2 separate regions of the Sus scrofa genome follow, and region 2 is linked to region 1. Evidence: chromatin contacts called from public promoter capture Hi-C data. All regions are on one chromosome and are shown on one strand. The core of a region is the stretch at or near the end of the contact, and the rest is flanking DNA. Distances in the headings are between cores, read along the strand shown. Region 1 holds the start of LGR6 (leucine-rich repeat-containing G-protein coupled receptor 6). Region 2 holds the start of UBE2T (ubiquitin-conjugating enzyme E2 T).

Evidence for each region. Promoter capture Hi-C pulls out the DNA fragments that hold promoters and counts their contacts.
Region 2: a contact with region 1 is called in a promoter capture Hi-C map of fetal skeletal muscle, with 4 times the contacts expected there. The contact joins the promoter of UBE2T here to the promoter of LGR6 in region 1. A contact is called at or near these places in 3 of 5 promoter capture datasets (fetal skeletal muscle, liver and skeletal muscle), 14 of 47 Hi-C or Micro-C datasets (alveolar macrophages, brain, embryonic fibroblasts and 10 more) and 2 of 2 datasets of contacts at active chromatin or transcription factors (alveolar macrophages and skeletal muscle).

Annotation. Positions count from the first base shown.
Region 1 is chr10:24,356,086-24,361,388 of Sscrofa11.1, forward strand. It overlaps LGR6 (leucine-rich repeat-containing G-protein coupled receptor 6), which reads left to right and starts at 2,861. Exons shown (of 17, transcript XM_021064542.1): 1 at 2,861-4,096. The coding sequence starts at 3,888. LOC100624894 (receptor-type tyrosine-protein phosphatase V-like) reads left to right here. Exons shown (of 34, transcript XM_021064537.1): 29 at 1-79; 30 at 160-238; 31 at 320-396; 32 at 509-637; 33 at 758-1,545; 34 at 1,728-2,491. The coding sequence ends at 1,534.
Region 2 is chr10:24,457,546-24,462,835 of Sscrofa11.1, forward strand. It overlaps UBE2T (ubiquitin-conjugating enzyme E2 T), which reads right to left and starts at 1,540. Exons shown (of 6, transcript XM_021064545.1): 1 at 1,462-1,540; 2 at 1-97.

The sequences.
Region 1 (5,303 bases), core at 1,611-4,110:
CATCCCTGTGAGGGACTTGGCCCAGGCGTGCGCTGAGCGGGCAGCCAACGCAGATGCTGGCTTCCTGGGGGAGTACAAGGTGCGCTGAGGTCGGGCGGGGCTGGGCTGTACTTGGGGAGCCAGGCCAGCCTCATGGGGGTGCCCCCTCTGCCCTCTCAGCTCCTGCTCCAGGCCCTCAAAGACCAGGCCGGCTCTATGACGCCCCCTCCTGGCTGTGAGCAGGATGGCGCCACCTCTGGTGAGTGCCGCTAGGGGTGCGGGTGAAGGGGGCATTGCCAGGGCGGGCCTTCCACAGCCCACTGTCACCCTTGTCCCTCAGATGGCCATTGCCATGAGGGGTCTGCTCCGGTGGAGGAGGGCATCCATGGCGAGATGCCTGAAGCCTGGCTCTTCCCGGTGAGATGATACCCTCTGACCGTTGGTGCTTTCTGGGCTGGGGCCGGGGGTCCCAGAGCTGAGACGGGCAGGGGACACCCTCGATCCAGGGCCAACCAGCTGTGCTGTGCAGGGCGGGCCCTCTGGCCGTGACCACGTGGTGCTGACCGGCCCTGCAGGGCCCGCGGAGCTCTGGGGGCTGGTATGGGAGCACGGGGCCCGCGTGCTCGTCTCCCTGTGCCCACCCGGCCTCCAGGAGAAGGTGAGGGGGGCAGGGGCCAGAGGGTGGGAGGACGCAGGGCTGAGGTGGGGAGTACGGCTGTGACCAGGGCATGGGTGGAGATGGCCGCTGACCAGCAGCCCTGTCTCGGTCCGGCCACAGGAGTTCTGGCCCACGGGGACACAGCCCATTGTCACAGATGGGGTGACTGTGCACTGGGTGGCCGAGAACAGTGTTGCAGGCTGGCCCTGCACCCTCTTCAGTGTCACACACGTAAGCTGGGCCATGGGGCATGATGGGTGGGCTCCGGGGAGCAGTCCTGGCCCCTCTGGCACTGGTGCCAACACCTCTGCCCCCAGAGGGGGAGCGGGACAGAGAGGCCAGTGCAGCGGCTGCAGTTTCCTCACTGGGAGCCAGGGCAGGAGCTGCCCGCCACGACCCTGCTGCCCTTCCTGGCTGCCGTGGGCAAGTGCTGCTCCCAGGACACGGAGAAGCCAGGCACGCTGCTCAGCCACTCCAGGTGCTGCTGGACAAGAGCTGGGGGGGGAGGGAGGCGGAACCCCTCACTCCCTCCTGTCAGGGCCGCACCCCCCAAGCCTGGCCTGGGGCTCCTCAGAAGGACCCAGTCCCCTTTCTGGCTCTGCTCTGATGTCTTTCAGGATTCTGTCCCCTCCCTGCCCGGGCACAGGCTGGCTATGGCTGTGCCCAGCGTCCCTCCATGGTCCCCAGGCCCAGGCTGGGTTTCCCCACCCCCCTGGGTCCTCAGCCCTCCTCCCCGCCCCCAGGTGTCCCTCCAACTCAAGGTCAATTGCAGCAAGGGTGCGGCCCCACTGGGCACCTTCCTGGCCGTGGACCGGCTGCTGCAGCAGGCAGGGGCCGAGGGCACCGTGGACATCTTCACTGTGGCCTTGCAGCAATCACAGGCCTGTGGCCTCCTGACCCCAACCTTGGTGAGAGCCGCTGGGCTCAGCAGTGGGAGGAGCAAGGGGGTAGGAAGGCTGGCACAGTGGTGGGGGTGGGGCGCGGGCCCGGGCAGCTGGCAGCTGCGGGTGGTGCTGGGCCCCTGCTCTCAGTGGAGGCACGGGGAGCTCACCTCACCACTGTCACCGCATCCTCTGGCGTCTGCCCCTAGGAGCAGTACACACACCTCTACAGCTGTCTGAACAGTGCGCTGGAGGGCGGGCTGCCCTGAGTCAGCACTGGCCACTGTCGCTCAGAGGCTGCGCCCGCTTCCTGAGGGGCAGCCTGCATGCCGCCTGTGCTGTGAAGGGCTGAGTGGGGAATAAAAGATGCGCTCAAGCTTGAGGCCGAGTGCGTTTTGTCTGTCCGCCCGCCCTCCAGGAAGAACGAAAGAACCTCAAAGGTTCCTGGACATGGGGCCCAGTGCAGGGGGTGGTGGGGACAGAAGCAGGTGGCCTCCTCAGAGCAGCCCCCAGTCCTCCAGTTTCCCAGCTTCCTCAGGTCCCTGGATTCCAAGCCTGGTCACTCGGAGGCTCACCCACTGCCCCGTGTGCAGGAGGTGCGGCCTGTCGCTGTCTCCTGGACTTCTCTCCTGGGAAGACAGGGGCTGGGGGCTTGGCGGATCCTCAGCCAGAGTTGCCAGGTTTTCTCAGGCCCCTCCCCTCCCCCACAGGAGGGAGCAGCGGGGTGGGGGGGATGGGGGGTGCTGAGCAGGGAGGGCCTTTGGAGAGGGAGGAGGCAGGAGGAGAAATCAAAGGGGGGGATGGTGATGCGCACATGGCAGTGGCAGTGGCGTGGACACCAGCCCATCCAGCCCCTTGTCAGATGCGAGGCCCCAGGTGGCTGGGAGCCGGGTGCTGGGCCCCAGGGAACAGGGCAGAGCTTGCCTGGGCCAGCTCCAGTGCCCAGTGAGGGATGAGGGTCAGAGGCAGGAGGCCCTCTCAGGCCTGGTGGAAAAGGAGCAGAGGCAGGGCTTTCGATCAGCAGCCTCCCCAGGACGAGGTGAGGCCTGGGGCTCCCAGGGGGTTAAAAGGTCAGCGGGGCAGCCTCTTCACACTCCGTGTTTATCAGGAGTCCAGGGCTGGCCCAAATGGCCCTCTGGGAGGCAGGCTGAACAGCATCTCTGAGTCCCCAACCCCACCCCTGCTGAGGAGGCAGTGAGCGGGGAGTGGGAACACAGAGGGACCAGAGGGGCGGGAGGCACAGCTGACCTGGGGGCGGGAGGCCAGCCGTGGTCTCTCAGGCCCTCTGCAGGATCAGGCCCTCCTGGGAGGCTGGTCTCAGCCAGGGTCACACCCACCTGGGGGCCTAGGGTTGGTCCAAGCTGAGCAGCCCCTGCCTCCCCCAGGAGGTGAGGACAGCAGCAGAGAATGGAGGGACTGATAGGTGGCCCTGGATGAATAGCCCCAGGCTGATCTGAGGCCCGCGGGCCGCTCTGCATACTGGGGTGATCGTGGGGCTTGGCTCAGCGACAGAGATCAGGGAGAGCAGGAGGTCTAGGGAGAGGCGGGCCTGACCCCAGCTTCAGCCACCACTCACCTGCAAGACCCCAGCCTGGCCGGTCCTACTTCAGGCTGGTTGAGCTGCAGCTACTGGACTGGCCTCCAGGTGGCGCCGACCTGCCTCAGGCACGTCCCCATACGGGTGCCTGGCTGCATCCCAGGAGCAGGGTCAAGTGCACGGGACTCGCCCCTGACTGGGACCATGTGCGAGACACTTGAGGGGGAGCATCACACTCTCCTCCAATAGCCGGCCTGGAGCTCGACAAGGCCCCTCCTCATAGCCCCCCATCCCCTCCCTTCCCAGGGCGCCCCCACACAGCTCACCCTTCAGGAACCCCCTTGCTCCCTCCCCAGGACACACGGTGGTGAGGGCGACCCCTCCTCTTCTGGAGCTGCCCCCCACCAGCAAGCACTCCCTTTCTGGGTCCCAGTTTCTCCTGATGAGAAAAGTGGAGTAGCGGGGCTGGGGGTGCTGCTTCCGCCGCCCCTCCAATCCCCGTGGCCCCAGGCTGTCCCCGCGGAATCCTGAGCCTGCATCCTAGGCTTTGGGGCACCGTTTCCAAACGCCTGCAGGTCGGCTCTCCAGGTTCTTTGCCCCCCCTTTTTTTTTCCTTTCCTGGATGAAATTCCTGCCAGCTTGGAAGGAAGGAGGGAGCGAGCAGGCAGAAAGTTTCCTTGACTCCTCCTCCGCCGCATCTCCCTCCCTCGCCAAGCCCAGCCCGTGAAACCCCGGAGCGAACATCGCGCTGCGATGCCTGCGCCTCTCTGACTGCCGCGCGCTCCCGCCGCCCAGTAGAGCCGAGGGTCCCGCCAGCCTCCCGGCCGCCGACATGCCCAGTCCTCCCGGGCTCCGCGCGCTGTGGCTCTGCGCGGCGCTGTGCGCTTCCCCGGGCGCCCCAGGCGCCCCTCGACCGGGTCCGCCGCCAGCCTGCCCGGCCCCCTGCCGCTGCCAGGAGGACGGCTTCATGCTGTCGGCCGACTGCTCTGAGCGCGGGCTCTCAGCAGTGCCCGGGGACCTGCACCCCCTGACGGCTTACCTGTGAGTACCGCCTGTCTTTCCCTGTCCCTGCCTGGTTGCGCGGGGTCTTGTGGCTTCAGTCTGGGGGCACCTGCGCGGTTGATGTGGGCGTCCTGTTCTCTGTCCAGGTGGACTTCGGGGCTGGTCCAGAAGAAAAGTCCCAGATTGTCATCAGACCAGGGGTGAGCCTGCGTTGCCCTGGCTGGGTCTCCAGCTGGCCTTGGTCTCAGGCCTTCACTCTGGGGACCCTGGCTTGGTGAGGGGGCTCTCTGGGCCCTGAGCTGGAGGGGCCCAGGCTGCCTGTCCCTTTCCCTCCTTCTCATTTCCTCCTCAGTGGAACATGCCAGGCGTGAAGCTGACCTGCTCAGGGTGGTGGGAAGGAAGGGACCCTGGGCAGTAGGAAAGCTCTCCCTTGCTGTGGCAAGGGGACTGGGTGGCCTTGGCGGGCGTCCTAGAAGCAGGAAGGGGCCTTGTCCACTCTTGTCTCCAAGAGGGACGATGTGGCACCGTCTCCGTTCTCTGAGAACTGCTGGTCCCCAGGGGCCTCCCTGAAGTCCTGTCCCAAGAGGCCAAGTTGGACACTAGTTTGTGGGTTGGTGCCAGGCTGAAAACCAGAGAACCTCATAAAGGAGCCCCTAAGGGGGTGGGGGTGGGGGTGGGGTGCTGTCCTGGGAAGCTGCCCCTCGGAGCCTGCGGGCTGGGGGCTCTGGCCCGGCCACCTGGGCAGGAAGGGGGCATGAGGGCACATTCCAGACCACCTGTGCCCCTGCTCTGGGGAAAGGAGACCTCGCCTGGCTCAGCCCTGCCCAGGCCCCATCGCCGAGGAGGAGAGCAGATAGGAGAGTCTGGGGCCATCTGTCCCAGAAGTGGGGTCCCTGAGATTTAGGGCTTTGGGCCCTAGGACCCAGGGGCTCTGGGAAAGCAGGTTCAAGGTGAGTTTTCAGTCAGACAAGTATTTGCTGAACTAAATGGGGCCAGGGCACTGGTGCTAGAGGGTCCTCGAAGGCACCCCTTCCAACTGTTCTGTCCCTACGGGGCATCTGCCACTCCCAGAGGCACAGGCTGGGCCAGGGAGGGGGGAGAGAAATAGTGTCCAGACTCCAGAGGGCAAAGTCTGGGGCAGGGTGGGGAAACCTGTAAGCCAGGCCAGGGGGGCTGTGAGGGACCCCCACCCCTCCTCCGCTGCTGGTCCTGGGCTGGCTCCCACTACAGCAGAGGCAGTCCCCCT
Region 2 (5,290 bases), core at 290-2,789, 100 kb after region 1:
AGGACTCTGCTTTCCGTTTAGTGAAGGACAAAGGAAGCCCCCCTGTTAATCTCTGTTCCAAGCAGGGAGTCCACTTTTTCCATTTCCTTGTCGTTACCTATGCAAGCAAACACATTTTTAAACTAAAGTCTGAAATGTGCAACAAGTTCTACAGAGAAAAGTGCTACATGCTTTAAATTAACATCTGTCTCCACGGATGAATGACAATCTCCCCGCCCCCCCCCGGGGGGGGCGGGCCTGGGCCCAGTTTTGCTCACTGCTGGGGCCTCAGTGCACCCAGCACAGAAGTGAACCAACCGTCCGGTACTAATTATAGGTACTAATAAGCAAAGATCACCTGGTGGGTATAGACTGTACTTAGTTGGACAGTGTAATTCATGATAATTATGAACTTAACCTCAGGCAGCTATCCTGAACACAAGGACGTGTATGTGTTGGGTCTTTGTACCCTCCTGAACTGCACTGCAAAGACAAAGTGGTCCTCCGCAATCAACATGCACGCACGCTTGGAAATATTTAAATAGTAGTAATAACACAAGCAAATTAATACGTTAAATAGAATCAATTACACTACAACGGTCTTTCACGCAAATTATTCTTTAAACTACTTCCAAATTTCTTTAGCCACACCTTTAAACCACCTTCTCTTGGATCCAGTTACTTCACTGGGTACTTAAGCATACCTTTCATACAAAAATTCCTTCTTTTCTCAGTAAGCAGATGCTGGGAATCGATGACAGAGACAAATATGCCCAAGTGGTAAAGTCTACCTTCGCATAAAATGTGAACGCAGTGGAAAGGCATAGTAAAGGGACTGTAATAGGGTGAGAACAAATAAGACAATTTCTCTAAAGGAGAACCAGACCCCAGGTTCACCACATTAACACAAATTAGTACGTGGCACTCCTTGGCTCAAAACCATCCATCACTATTTTGTGGGCATTTCAAGTTCCTTACCATCTAGGCCCAACCCACATTTCCAGCCTCATGGCCAGTACTCCTCCCCATAAACGTTTGCTTCTGCCACACCGACTTCTCTCTGAGGCCCACAGTCTGTAGACGTATACACACGTCACCCCTCCTCTAGGAATGCAGCCTAGCCCCTCACTCCTACCGCAAGGCCCAGCTCTCTGTTTCCACAAACTTGCTGTGAGTTGTAATCTACCCCGGCAGCTGCTCTGCACCGGGAGCGGGACGCGGCGGGGAGAGCAGGGGAATGTCGGGGACGGGGGGTGGGGGGACGCCCGGGTGGGAGGAAGGGGAATGTCTGGGAAGGGGGACACTCAGGTAGGGGGCTGCCGGAGGCGTGTGCCAACGGGGCTGTCAAGACAACCACATGCTCCGCCACACAGCCGCTCGCGGGAGATGATACTTCCTCGCTGGGCAGAAAGACCCTGCCGCCGCCGCCGCCCCCGCCAGCCAGTAACCTCTAAGCCGAGAAGCCCACCGACCCGCTCTTACCTGCGCGGATCTCCCTCGCAGCGCAGCGGCGCCAACCAGCCTGCACAGCGCCTGCGCGAGCCCGAGGGTTGCGTCTCCCCTCCTCCGGCCGGCGAGGGTTGTGATTGGTCCGGAGCGCCGCCCGGGGAGGAGTGCGGCCTCCGATTGGCCGGCCTCCGAGCGGCGTCCGCCCACCCGTTTTGAACCAGAGCGCGGGGCGGTGGCTGCGGTTTCCAGTCGGGTTCAGTGGGTCGCAGGGGTAAGGATTGCACATCGCTTCCAGAAGCTCCGTGGGAGTAACTGGTCAGGAGAAGGAACTGCAAGCGAGGTTCCTCGCCGTAGGGTCAGACCCGCGGACGGCGCTCTGGGGATTCCCCGGAGCCCGAGAAGCGCGGGGATTCCGGGCCGGGTTCCGACTCTGGGCGCGGGGACCTTGCGCGGTGCTCGGACGCCACGGCGGGCTGGAGACCACACCCGCCTTCGCTTCCTGCTCCGGCTGCGGGAGAGCTGCCAGTCTTCCTAAACGTGCGAGCCAGTGCAGTTTGACCGCTGCTCTGACAGCTGCCGAAATTTCTGCGTTCCGCCCAAATCGGTGTTAAGTAGCCCCCTGGTTCCTTGCGGCCGCCCTCTCTCCGCCGGAGACCCACGGCCCCCCACCCCCGAGACCGTCCACGGTACTACCCGGTGCTGTCCAATCTAGTCTCCCGTTAGCTGTTGGGGTTTTCCCTTTACTGTTAGCGTTGCCTCATTGTAGGGAGGTGTTTTCTGTCGTAATCCCTTCACTGTTTCCACCCCGATTGTAACTGTGGTTGTATTATAATTTTATTACAGTTACAGTTCTGTCCTCCGAGCTGAAATTGATTGTTTTCTTGGGTGGTTTTCTGAAAATCGAGTCTTTTATTCTTTTTCGTCCTCACCAGCGGCATTTGGAATTCTCAGGCCAGGGATCAAATGTGAGCTGGAGCTTGTGACCCACACCACGGCCGCAGCAACTCGGGATCCTCAACGCACTGCGCTGGGCCAGGAATCAAACCTGAGCCTCCACAGAGACAACCCGGGTCATTAAGCCAACTGTGCCACAGTGGGAACTCCCTGAAAATCAAGTCTCTAAAATATCTTTTAGAAAAACCAGGAGCTATGTTGAGTCTGGTGGAAAGGAGAGATGATATGATAAAACAAGTCAATACCTGTAGTTTTGGCAACAGAAAGAATTGGATAAAAGGAAGGAAGGAGGGAGGGAGGGAGAAGGAAGGAAGGAAAGAAGGAAGGAAGAAAAGTAAAAGAAAAAGAATTCTAGGGGGTAAATGTACAGCTTCCATGTGTCCACCAGAGGGAGGTATGTTAACTGGTGAGAACAGAGGCCACGCTGATTTTCATAACCTGTGTGTACCAGTGTCATTGCTTTAAAAACCAGAGTATTCTGATTTGTAGTTTATTTTTGAAGTGTACGGGAAAGTATTATTTAATAAAAGTTTCCTCACTTTATGCAAGAATGTATGTGCATTCTAGCTGGGTCACTTAGCACATTTCAAAGTACAAAAATTACAGCAATCGTTTTGTAATGTATAAAAACACCAAATCACTATGTTGGGCAGCGGGAACTAACAAAGTTCGTAGGTTAACATGCTTCAACGAACAAACTTATAGAAAAAGAGATCAGATTTGTGGTTAGCAGAGGCAAGGGAATTGGGTGAATGGTCAGGAGGGACAAACTTCCAGCTATAAGATAAGTACTAGGGATGTTATGACCAATATGATGCTGTATGTTCTGTAAGAAAGAGGGTAAATCCTAGGAGTTCTCATCACAAAATATTTTTTTCTTTTATTTTGTATCTATATGAGATGATGGATGTTGACCACACCTTTGTAGTAAGCATCTCATGATGTATGTAAGTCAAATCATTATGCTGCATACCTTAAACATAGTGCTGTTATGTCAATTACATCTTAATAAAACTAAAAAGAATAAGGACAAAGGTGGAGTTCCCACTGTGGCACAATGGGATTGGCAGTGTATCTGCAGCACCAGGAAGCAGGTTTGATCTCGGCCTGGCACAGTGGGCTAAAGGAAGCAGTGTAGGTTGCATCTGATACCTGGCCTGAGAACTCCATATGCCATGGGGTGGCCAAAAACGGGGAAAAAGTACAAAAATTGTGGGGGGGGATTTCCTTTTTTTTTTTTTTTTTGCTTTTTAGGGCCACACCCCCACCATATGGAAGTTCCCAGCTAGGGGTTGAATAGGAGACGCAGCTGCCAGCCACAGCCACTCAGGATCCAAGCCACATCTTTGACTTACACCACAGCTCATGGAAACACCAGATCCTTAACCCACTGAATGAAGGCAGGGATCAAACCCATGTCCTCATGGATACTAGCCAGATTCATTTCCACTGTGCCACAACAGGAACTCCTGTTGTTTTTTTTTTTTTTTAATACACAGGATTGTCGGGATTTATCCACTGGTACATAAAATATTATTTTCTTTAGAATATTTAGGAAATCCAAACTATCATGTTTGTTTACTGATAGTAAACAATCATATAAGTTTATTGTATAAGTTTATACTCAGCCCTGGTTGGGGGAAGATGTTTCAGAAAAAGAACTTAGATGATTTTAATTGCAAAAAACTTTCAAGTCATCATGCCCAGATTGATTATGTTTTATTTCTTGTGGCCTTTTGTGGGGGGCTGAGCTAGTTAAATTATTTAGATTATAATAATTATCACTGCTTTCTGTAATCACATAGCTGGAAGATACATGCCTTTTAATTATCCATGGAATTTAGCTACTTACATTTTTCTTTAAAATCTCCAGAGAGTGTAACACATTCTTACTACCTCAGGAAAAACACAAGTAAAATAGATACAGTAAAATAGATAGTTCCAGTGCTCACTGGAACTTCCCAGTATTGAGACTGAATTTTTCCTATTGAAATTCAAGTTCATACCTCTTGGGATAGTAAAGATTTAACTTAGACTTGGCTAATTTTAGCTTACTTACACAAGGGAAGGCAGATATTTATTCTTTCCTGATACTGAATGTGAAAAGAATACAGCTGAGAGAAATGTAACATTATTGGTGTTCCCCTTGTGGCTCATCAGTAAGGAACCTGACTAGTATCCTTGAGGACATGGGTTTGATCCCTGGCTTCACTCAGTGGATCGAGGACCTGGTTTTGCCTGAGCTGGGGTGGAGGTCGCAGATGAGGCTTGGATCCTTCGTTGCTGTGGCTGTGGGGTAGGCCGGCAGCTACAGCTCTGCTTTGACCCATAGCCTGGGAACTTCCATATGCCACAGGTGCAGCCCTAAAAAGACCAAAAAAAAAGTAACATTATTAATTCATGAAATTTTTACCCAAGCTAAAAAATGCTTATTAGAAAATCAGTAAGTAAAACATGTGGTCCAATTCTACATACTTTCTTTCTTTCTTTTTTTTTTTTTTTTGAGAAACTGTCATGTACCAGCATCATAATATTAAGATGGTGCATGTGGATTGCTGTCAGAGATGTGCTTCCTGAGGTTTCTGCAATTTGCATGATGCTGAAACCTTGCCCTTCTCTTGCTTTTTGATTTTCTAGACTGGCAGAGTTTAAGCTAATAATGGTTTCCTGAAGAGGGTTAGGTTCCTATCTAGTTTAATATCAATATTTCTTTTATCCTATAGGGACAGTTCTATTTGAGAGCTTGTGGGCAATTTTAATTATCAGCAAGAGGCTGAGTTGAAATAAGAGTTTCCACGTTGACAAGCTACAAAGTCAATCTCATACAGAATTTTATTTTTTTGTAATTTTATTATCAAGAACCAGTGTTTTGGGTTTGTTTTTTGTTTTTGTTTTGTTTTTTGCCTTT